Linked DNA regions of Gossypium hirsutum: all the other regions are linked to region 1. Evidence: chromatin contacts called from public Hi-C data. All regions are on one chromosome and are shown on one strand. The core of a region is the stretch at or near the end of the contact, and the rest is flanking DNA. Distances in the headings are between cores, read along the strand shown. Region 1 holds the start of LOC107919999 (patellin-3). Region 2 holds the start of LOC107918283. Region 3 holds the start of LOC107918573 (transcription factor bHLH81).

Region 1 (2,767 bases), core at 67-2,566:
TTTCCAAGAATTGAATCCTCCACCTCAAGAACTTGGATCGCTTTTCTTCATCTGCAAAAGTATTCTGATACAGCTCCTTGTTTTGGAATTCCCCATACACGTTGTAGCATACAGGATGACCTTCTTTATCAAATCCGTGCATGAAAACCACTTTCTCCAATTCATTTCCAAGCTCCTCATCCAGCAAGCCATCAACTCCGAACTCCTTACGCCAGATAACAGTGTTTTTGATCATGGTGAATGCGTCCTTGACTTTGAAATCCCTAGCCCTTAAGAATTTCAATAGGATAACATCGCTTCTTTCGTCCGCAAGAAGCGGAATTCCCCATATAGACACCTCTTGGGGTGGAGGTGGGGGAACTTCGGCTTCTTCTGGCTTCTCTTCTGATTGAGCAACCTCATCTGGTTTCAAAGAAGAAGAGGCCTCTTCCTCTGGTTTCTCAGCCGGTGGAGGAGTGGCCACTGCTACTACAGATTCCTCAATTGCCTCAACGGTCTTGGCACCGTCGTCATCGGCAGCTGAAACCTTTTCGACCACCTCTGTTTCCATCACGGTCTCGGGTGCGGGTGCTTCAACCGGTGGGTCGGCCTTCTCTTCTTCCCTGACTTCAACGGGTGCGGGTGCTTCAATCGGTGGGTCGGCCTTCTCTTCTTCCTTGACTTCAACGGGTGCGGGTGCTTCAGTTTCGACTTTTACTTCAGTTTCAGCAGCAGAAGTGGCAGGTTGGTCTTCCTCTTTCTTTTCCTCGGGAGCTGGTTTATCTTTATCTTTGGCAGGAGGGGGTGTGAATTCGTGCTTGTTAAGGGCTTCTTGAATAAGTTGCTTAAGCTCATCAAGAGCCTTCTTTTGTGGGTCAGGAAGTTCACCGGCTATATTGGTTTCTTCTTTGAAAGAAGCAGACTCAGTTACCTTAGTGTCCTTAGCTTCAACCTTAGGCTCCTCCTCAACAGCCTCAGCAGGTTTGTCTTCAACAACAGCATCAGTAGGCTTCTCGGAAGCAGCCTCCTGTTCACTCTCCTTCTCCACCACCACTTCCTCAGCAGGAGCAGGGGGTGCAGCAGCTTCAGGCTTTTGAGTCTCCTCAGCCATGTATGAGATTGTAAAAGAGAAAGAAACAAGAGATGAAAATGCAGAGAGAGAGAAATGAAGGGGGGAGAGGAGGTTGTTGTTGTAGTAGTTGGTTTGAGAAAGGGGAAGGTGGGGGCTTAAAATGAGAGGGGGGGGGGCGGGGGAGTGATGGGAAGAAATGGAGGCGACGTTTGTTGTGTTGGACATGGAGAGAACCAGTCTGTCAGACCCGTTTGCCAGCTGTTATTATGCCACTTTGTTACTGGACCCCACTCTCTTTATACTTCTTCTTCACCCTTAGTCCAGAACCATGATCCTATTTTCTTCTATTATAATATCTTTTTCTTTTTCATTATTAAAATATTTTTTAATTAAATTAATTTATATTATTTGAAAAGTTATAAAATTTAGATTTGTGTTATTTAAATTAATAAAATATTAATATTTAACTAAATCAAAATTTTATTTTAATATAATATTTACATCTTATTTGTATTGATAATATCATAAATCAATTCAACATTATTTCAAGATTAATGACAACTTCATAGATAGGAATTATTATTATTTTATTTTATATTACATAGTTCCACCTATTATTTACCTTATATATATTAATTTTTAAAAGCCAATTTGTTTGGTCTAATTTCGTATAAATCCAAAACTCCAAATCTCTCCTCTTGTTTTTGTTCTTCTAATAATATACCCTTGTTTTTGCCAAAACTTGTCAAATTTCCTAATATTTATATTATTACATGTATCCTGAAATTCGATATCACACCCCACCTTCACTATTTGTAAAGTATTATGAAGTCTTTGAATTAAGCCTTCGATTTTAAAAATATAATTAATTGATTTATATAATTTATATCAATAAGTAGATCAGTTATTTTAGTAAAAATTTTATCTGTTACCACTTTAATTGGTGACGTGATTGATAAAGTAATCAAATAAATTATATATAATGTGTCAATATGGCACATTTTATCACATCAACAAAAATTTAAAATTTAAAAAATTTCACAAATATTTTTTAAAATAATTATTTAATAAACCGATTGAACTTAGATAATTATAAATGTATATATATGATATTTTAACAAACATAATAAATTCAAATATTCATTTACATATTTAGTTAGTATTTGGTGGTTGATTTATTTTATTTTTGAAGTTAAATCATTTCATTAAAATCAAATATTGAAAAGATAATTAACTTAACTCTAATTAATTAATTAAAATAAAATTTAAAGAAAACTCACGCATATACATATAGTAAGACTCTCAAAATTTACAATATTTCAACTTTACCCTTAAATCAGGGTCTCACTGAAACTAGAGTTTATAATTCCCATTTCTTTGTAAAAATAAGAATATTTGATATTATATTTAAGTTTTAAAAAATAAATAAATTTGGAGGGTTCATATGTTCAGCAAATATTACTCTTTAAATCCAATCCATTTATATGCTATAGCACATTGATTTAGATTTCGGATAACTTAAGTGGATTAGATTTAAATATTTAAAATATTGTAGATATCTAATGTGTAGCCATCTTAAACACAAATTTAATTTTTTATAATTACTTATTTAGTCCTTCAATTTTATTAAAAAAATATTTTAATAAAATTTTAAAAATTAATTATTTATATAGCATCTACATGATAATCTACATCAATAAAATTAACGTTGATAAA
Region 2 (2,791 bases), core at 197-2,696, 150 kb before region 1:
TAAAACCCACATTTATTTCCAAACAATTCCATTTCTCCATTTTAGAGAAAACCATAATCATTTTTGAATGTTTTTCATTTCTCTATTTCTATTCATTCTGTTCATTTTGATTCAAACACGTAATTCATTTCTGGTTTCAACGAGCTATTAGAGGGATCGATTAGACATATGTAATTAAGGCTCAAATGATTTTTAATTAAGTTTTGGCTTTTCATCTATTAATTATAAACTCATTTAATCATGAAGACATTTCACTATAGTATTGTGGTTGAGTCCTCCCTAATGGCATACCATTACGAAAGCAACTATTCAGCATTCGTCCAATGACCTTGTCATAAGTGTGTTACCCTCATAGTTTATCATTGATCTCTTTAAGATAATATCCGTTTTCCTAATATAATCCTATTTTATCTCATGGTAACCATTATATCTTCCTTCATGAAAAGTCAATGATGATCAAATAGTGATCAAGTCATCTATCACAAAGACGAATGACCCGTGGCCACGTTTACTTTTCAGCAACCATGTAATGCCTATAAAAGGATATAATTTTCCCATGTCTTAGGTTTTGAATTCCACTATTGTGAATGACATTACATAATGTAGAAGCCGTATACTCAATGTACCAACTTTCGGCTCCTTATTTATTTGAACTCGGGCTTTTACTTACATCAAAGTATATGAGTCACGCATGCATAGTCCGCCATCCACCTAGGATTTAGGTATGCCACACTATGAACGTCACAAGGGAATAGATCCATAAACGGATTTAGGATCTATTCGACTTGGATCCAGTTTGATGTACTGTCAGTCCAGTCAGTCACATCTATGTCTTTATCTTCTGGGAGTCATCTGCTCTGATGCCCAAGATAAAGCATCTCCCAAATTGGACTTGATAGATGAAATATTAGTCTTTCAATCGGTTTGTTCATTTCCGATTAGACTAAGGACATGTTTAGGTTTGTCTATTAATACAAGTTGTCTTTCTATATTACGATCCGACCACGTAATACTGCTAAATATTAATTAAATAATAGACAACTAGTGAGTAACATTTACTTCCATTTTAGTTTGCGTACAAAAATACTTGAGGATAATATACAAAGTATTAATGTAATTCATGAATAATTTTATTAACTAATTTGGTCGGGAAATTACATGTGTACTTTGATGAAAATACTACACTTAGGACACCAGATCCAACATGGACATCTAGTAATGTCCAACATGATAGCCTAAAGGGCCACGCCAGCTGTCCCGTTAGGTCTATACCAGAAAATAGGCTCGGATAATTAATTTATCGTTTTTCAAAAATATTAATGATTAGTGACTGATTTCTCACTATTGAAAGTTAAGTAAATGTTGGTATCTTTTTCCCTTGCTTTTTTCCCCTTTAACATAAAACCATCTCATTCTCTCTTTTCGTGGTTCCAGCCAGCTAAAAAATGATAGTAAAAATAAAACAGTACAACCACTGACTTTGCTTTCTATCTAGCCAAAAACAGGGCTGGTTGCCAAACTAGCCGTTGTCATCCCTTCCTCTACTCTCTTGCTTTTTTTTCCTCTTCAACAGAAAAGAATCTCCTCCTCTATTTTTATAGTTCCTATGATGGGCACAACTGTTCGCTTTTTTTGGATCTTGTTCGACGAGACGAGTGGATCTTTGGCCAAAGATCTTTATGAGAGAGGCTAGCCCAAGCCTCTTTGGCTTCTTTCTTTACTAACGATAGTTTTGTTTAGTTCCATTTCTCTACCATTTTAGCATTTGCAACTCCTTAGTTGACGTTACTTATATTTTTCTTTCTTTTTTCTTTTCCAGGTTAGTGTTCCTTGCTTGCTAGCCCTTGTTATTTTTTGGGGGGCATGGATGGGGTCGCCACCGTTTAAGTTCCTCATTGGTCGGAGCTTGATAGTCCTCGGGTTTCGTCACACAAACTCTATTTCTGTTAGTGGTTGAGGCCATTTTTATGGCTAATATGTCTCTTTTGTCGCTGCTCGTGACTGGCTTCAATTGTGGTCGATAACGTCCCTTTTTGAGTTTGGCTGAGGCATGGTCTCCTGCCGAAGGCATTCATGCTGACGACGGGTGTGGCCCCCTTGCATCTCTACTTCCCCAACATCCTTTGGCACTTCCTTTCCCGCCTAATCTGATGACAGCAAGGGTGAAATAGTTGAATATTGTGGGGAGCTGGGCTTGTTTGGACCTTGTTTCTATTATTGCATCTTTTGAGCGATTTTGAGACATTTCTATTATTGGGCTTTTTGGGCCCTTGCTGTTCTTGATCCCATTTTATCGATGGATGCTGTAAGTTGAAAAGAAAAAAGAACAAAAAAAAAAGGGAAAACAAGCGGTACCTATCTGAGAGGCATTGCGGCAGATTACCCAGAAAACAAAAGGAGAATCAAACGAAGACGAAGTTAAAAGATGGAAATCTGAGCAAAAATTCCGAGAAATAACGAAAGTAATAGTTGTACTGCATAAGGCTTTGAAATGGGGGATGACAAGGAATTGACGCCGTCAAAGTATGACATGAACGCAAAATGGGACGCCTGCATCGATCTCACTCTCCGCCGCTTCGTTTATTCATCCTTGGCTGGCGCTTTTGGTGGCCTCCTTTTCTTTAGTTTGTTCTCTTTCCCTTATTTCTTTATTTCTTTCTCCTTTTAAGATATGTTGTTTTCGATTTGCCCCATTGCAGATTAGCCTAATTGGTTCTACAAATTTTGTTTTCTCATATCCACTTTTTATCTTTCTTCTAGTTGTTTCTATGTTGTTCTGCACTCGGCAGCG
Region 3 (2,829 bases), core at 281-2,780, 180 kb after region 1:
TTATGTCTCTTGTAGCCAGTCAGACAAATCAATACATTTCGCATTAAACTTAATTAGGATGAAACATTAATAAGGTTAGAAAGTCCTTTTGTAGAATGATAGCTACATACTGAACTTGAATTTTCCGATTAAAATAGATCTCAAGATGTAGCCTACCTTATCCATGTTGGGGACAAGCTCCTGAAGCTTTCTAATGCGATCGCTAATCCGTGTTCTCCGAACCTAACAAAAATAGTCATGGATAGTTAGAACTAAACATAAACACCATTTTACTTCTTAATTATCAGCAAATGAATACAATTACCCTTTCTGCAATACTTCGAGGATGAGTAGCACACCCTCGCTTCGCACGGACCCTGCAAGGTACCGAATCCTCCAAAAGTTTCTCCATATCTACATCTATAAGATTAGATATCCCACCAGAAATCTGATCACTTGGCTCTCCTTTCTACCCAAAAATAGAAGGAAAACAAAGGGTATTGTAAAAAAAAAAATGGGGATTCAACCATATATATTTTTGCTCAAAAGAGTAAATTTATCCTTTCCTTTTTGGCTAAAAATGTATGGCCATTAGTTGGTCAGCTTTGAAAAGAAATAGTAAAGCCTAAAACATTAAAAGAAGACTAAAAAGAATATAATAAGATGACGATCAATATCTATCCTTTCACAGGCAATTCAAAGACGGCAAAAACAAAAAACAGAAGTATTCAAAATCCATATAATAGAAAAACTAACAAGCTGTGGAAGTTGAAATATAATATTAGTATGGCTATCTCTTAGTCTTACCAACTGAGAATGGAACTTTGTTGGTGGGAATTGCGTATCAAGCTCGCTAGCCCTCTTACTCGAGGGGGAAACATCCATAGTTGGCGATAAATAGTCATAATTTGCAACAACTCCAAAGTTAGAGAAGTAGGCATCAGAGGAAGCAGCAGGATTATTCCCAGGAAAATCAGCTGGAGAACTGTTTTGCCTCTGGAAACCAGAAGGCTCAAACAACCCAGATGGATAGGCTGAGTTGGGAAAAAGCAATGAATTTCGAATGGTGGGTGTTGAGGTTGAATTTCCAGTTAGTAGCTGAGTCAAGCACTGGCTAGGCTTCAAAGGGTCCTCTTCTTCTTCCTCGAGAAGGGCTTCTAACCAAGTGGCTGGCGCTGAGCGGAAACGGGCGAGTCCAGCTCGACTCCCTTCAGCGCCACCGCCACTAGAGCTGCTACTGCCGCCAGGCGTCGGTTTCATCTGCTTCTTTGTTCAGCTTGAGGAGTTAGCTTTGTGCTATGAAAAACTCTCCTTTTTTCTTTTTGGTTTCCTGTTCAGCAGCTTTCCCTTTTTCGCTGTGGGATATGCCCTAACATAGCTTATTTTTTGCAAGTTCTTTTTCATTTAAATGATTTTGAGCCGTTCGATTAGAACCAAAATGTTTCGGAAAAGAGAGATCCAACGGTGGCAAAGTTGGTTCTATCAAAAAAGGGAACATGTAAGGCCAGAAACTGCAACCTCATCATTTTCTTTCAGATCAGACCTCCTCTTCACCGTAACCTCTGGAAAGTAAAGTCCGTTTCAGATGCAGGCATTTCACGTGACAGTCACGGGCCAATACATTTCAGAAAAGCATGCACGTGGAATATACGGCTTAATAATGCGTGGGTAGGTTTGTGTGAAATATTATATCTTTTTTTGGTTAGAAAATATGTTGCTAGATGTGGCAAAATTAAGGAGGCGGAGGCAATTTCACCCAATGTCCACTGTAGATTTGATAACAAACTTTTAATGTGTCAATTTTAGTGCCCTTTGTATCCTCCTTTTATATATAACTAGATTCTAATTATATTAAATAAGAATTATTTAATTATGTTTTATTTTTTAGGTACATAATTTAAATTTAAGCTCACCTCCAAATTTTATTACAGTTTTTTACTTAGATATCTATTTTTTTCTCATTTTACCTAAAAACACATTACCAAACAATAAGAACATACCATATAGTATGTTTTTATTGAACATCGTACGTTTTGGAGTAAAATGAGACAAAATTGATAATTCAAATACCATATTTGACCAAATAAAATTTTCAAGTACCTAAGTGAGAAAAGTGATATAATTTGAGGGTCAATTTTGTAGTTAAACCTTATGCAAACTATGAAATAAATTGGGATTGAGAAAAGTACAATACAATGGCGTTGTCAAGACTCGGGGGTTGTCATTGTCGAGGGAGTGTGGAGGGATCACCATGGGGGTGGATTCTTGAGTTTAACAAAAGGTTGAGACAGTGCGCTGCCTTCAATGCTAAGTTATGGAGTATTCTAGACGGCTTGACATTACTACAAAGTAAGCAATGTGACAAAGTGTTGATTCGAACGGATAGTATGGAGGTTCTTTAGGCCATTCAAGAATCATTCTCAATTACATTTTGTTCCACACTTATCAGACATATTCAACAGCTTTTATTGGAAATGGGTCAATGAAAATTTGAATATATTCCTAGAGAAGAGAACATAGAAGTTGACCCATTACCAAGATGGCTTTTGACAAAAATAAAGGTCTACAACTATTCGCAAAGATTCTGTTAGTTTTTGATATATTAATGTGATTATTTTGTTTGGTTTTTATAAAAAAAAAAGAACCATGACATTATGTTTAATGAGTAGACTAATCTATTTAAATAAAAAAATTAACATTAAAATTAAAATAATAAAATACATTCTCTAAATTTCAATTACTAAGATAAATGATTTAAATAATGTAAAAAATCATTAAAAATTAAGAGCATGAACGCATATTTTTCCTTTAAATTGAATCATGATAATAAACTAAGCAAAACATTAAATA

The links. Hi-C and Micro-C count contacts between places; a contact is called where the count stands out from the background.
Region 2: a contact with region 1 is called in a Hi-C map of leaf, with 3 times the contacts expected there. The contact joins the promoter of LOC107918283 here to the promoter of LOC107919999 in region 1. A contact is called at or near these places in 14 of 34 Hi-C or Micro-C datasets (anther, callus, cotyledon and 4 more).
Region 3: a Hi-C map of leaf shows a contact between it and region 1, with 2.0 times the contacts expected there. The contact joins the promoter of LOC107918573 here to the promoter of LOC107919999 in region 1. A contact is called at or near these places in 2 of 34 Hi-C or Micro-C datasets (leaf and petal).

What each region holds. Positions count from the first base shown.
Region 1 is chrD13:42,595,552-42,598,318 of Gossypium_hirsutum_v2.1, forward strand. It overlaps LOC107919999 (patellin-3), which reads right to left and starts at 1,317. Exons shown (of 4, transcript XM_016849472.2): 1 at 1-1,317. The coding sequence starts at 1,276.
Region 2 is chrD13:42,446,471-42,449,261 of Gossypium_hirsutum_v2.1, forward strand. LOC107918283 reads left to right here and starts at 1,447. Exons shown (of 3, transcript XM_016847811.2): 1 at 1,447-2,624. The coding sequence starts at 2,492.
Region 3 is chrD13:42,772,621-42,775,449 of Gossypium_hirsutum_v2.1, forward strand. LOC107918573 (transcription factor bHLH81) reads right to left here and starts at 1,531. Exons shown (of 5, transcript XM_016848159.2): 1 at 787-1,531; 2 at 305-448; 3 at 157-222. The coding sequence starts at 1,239.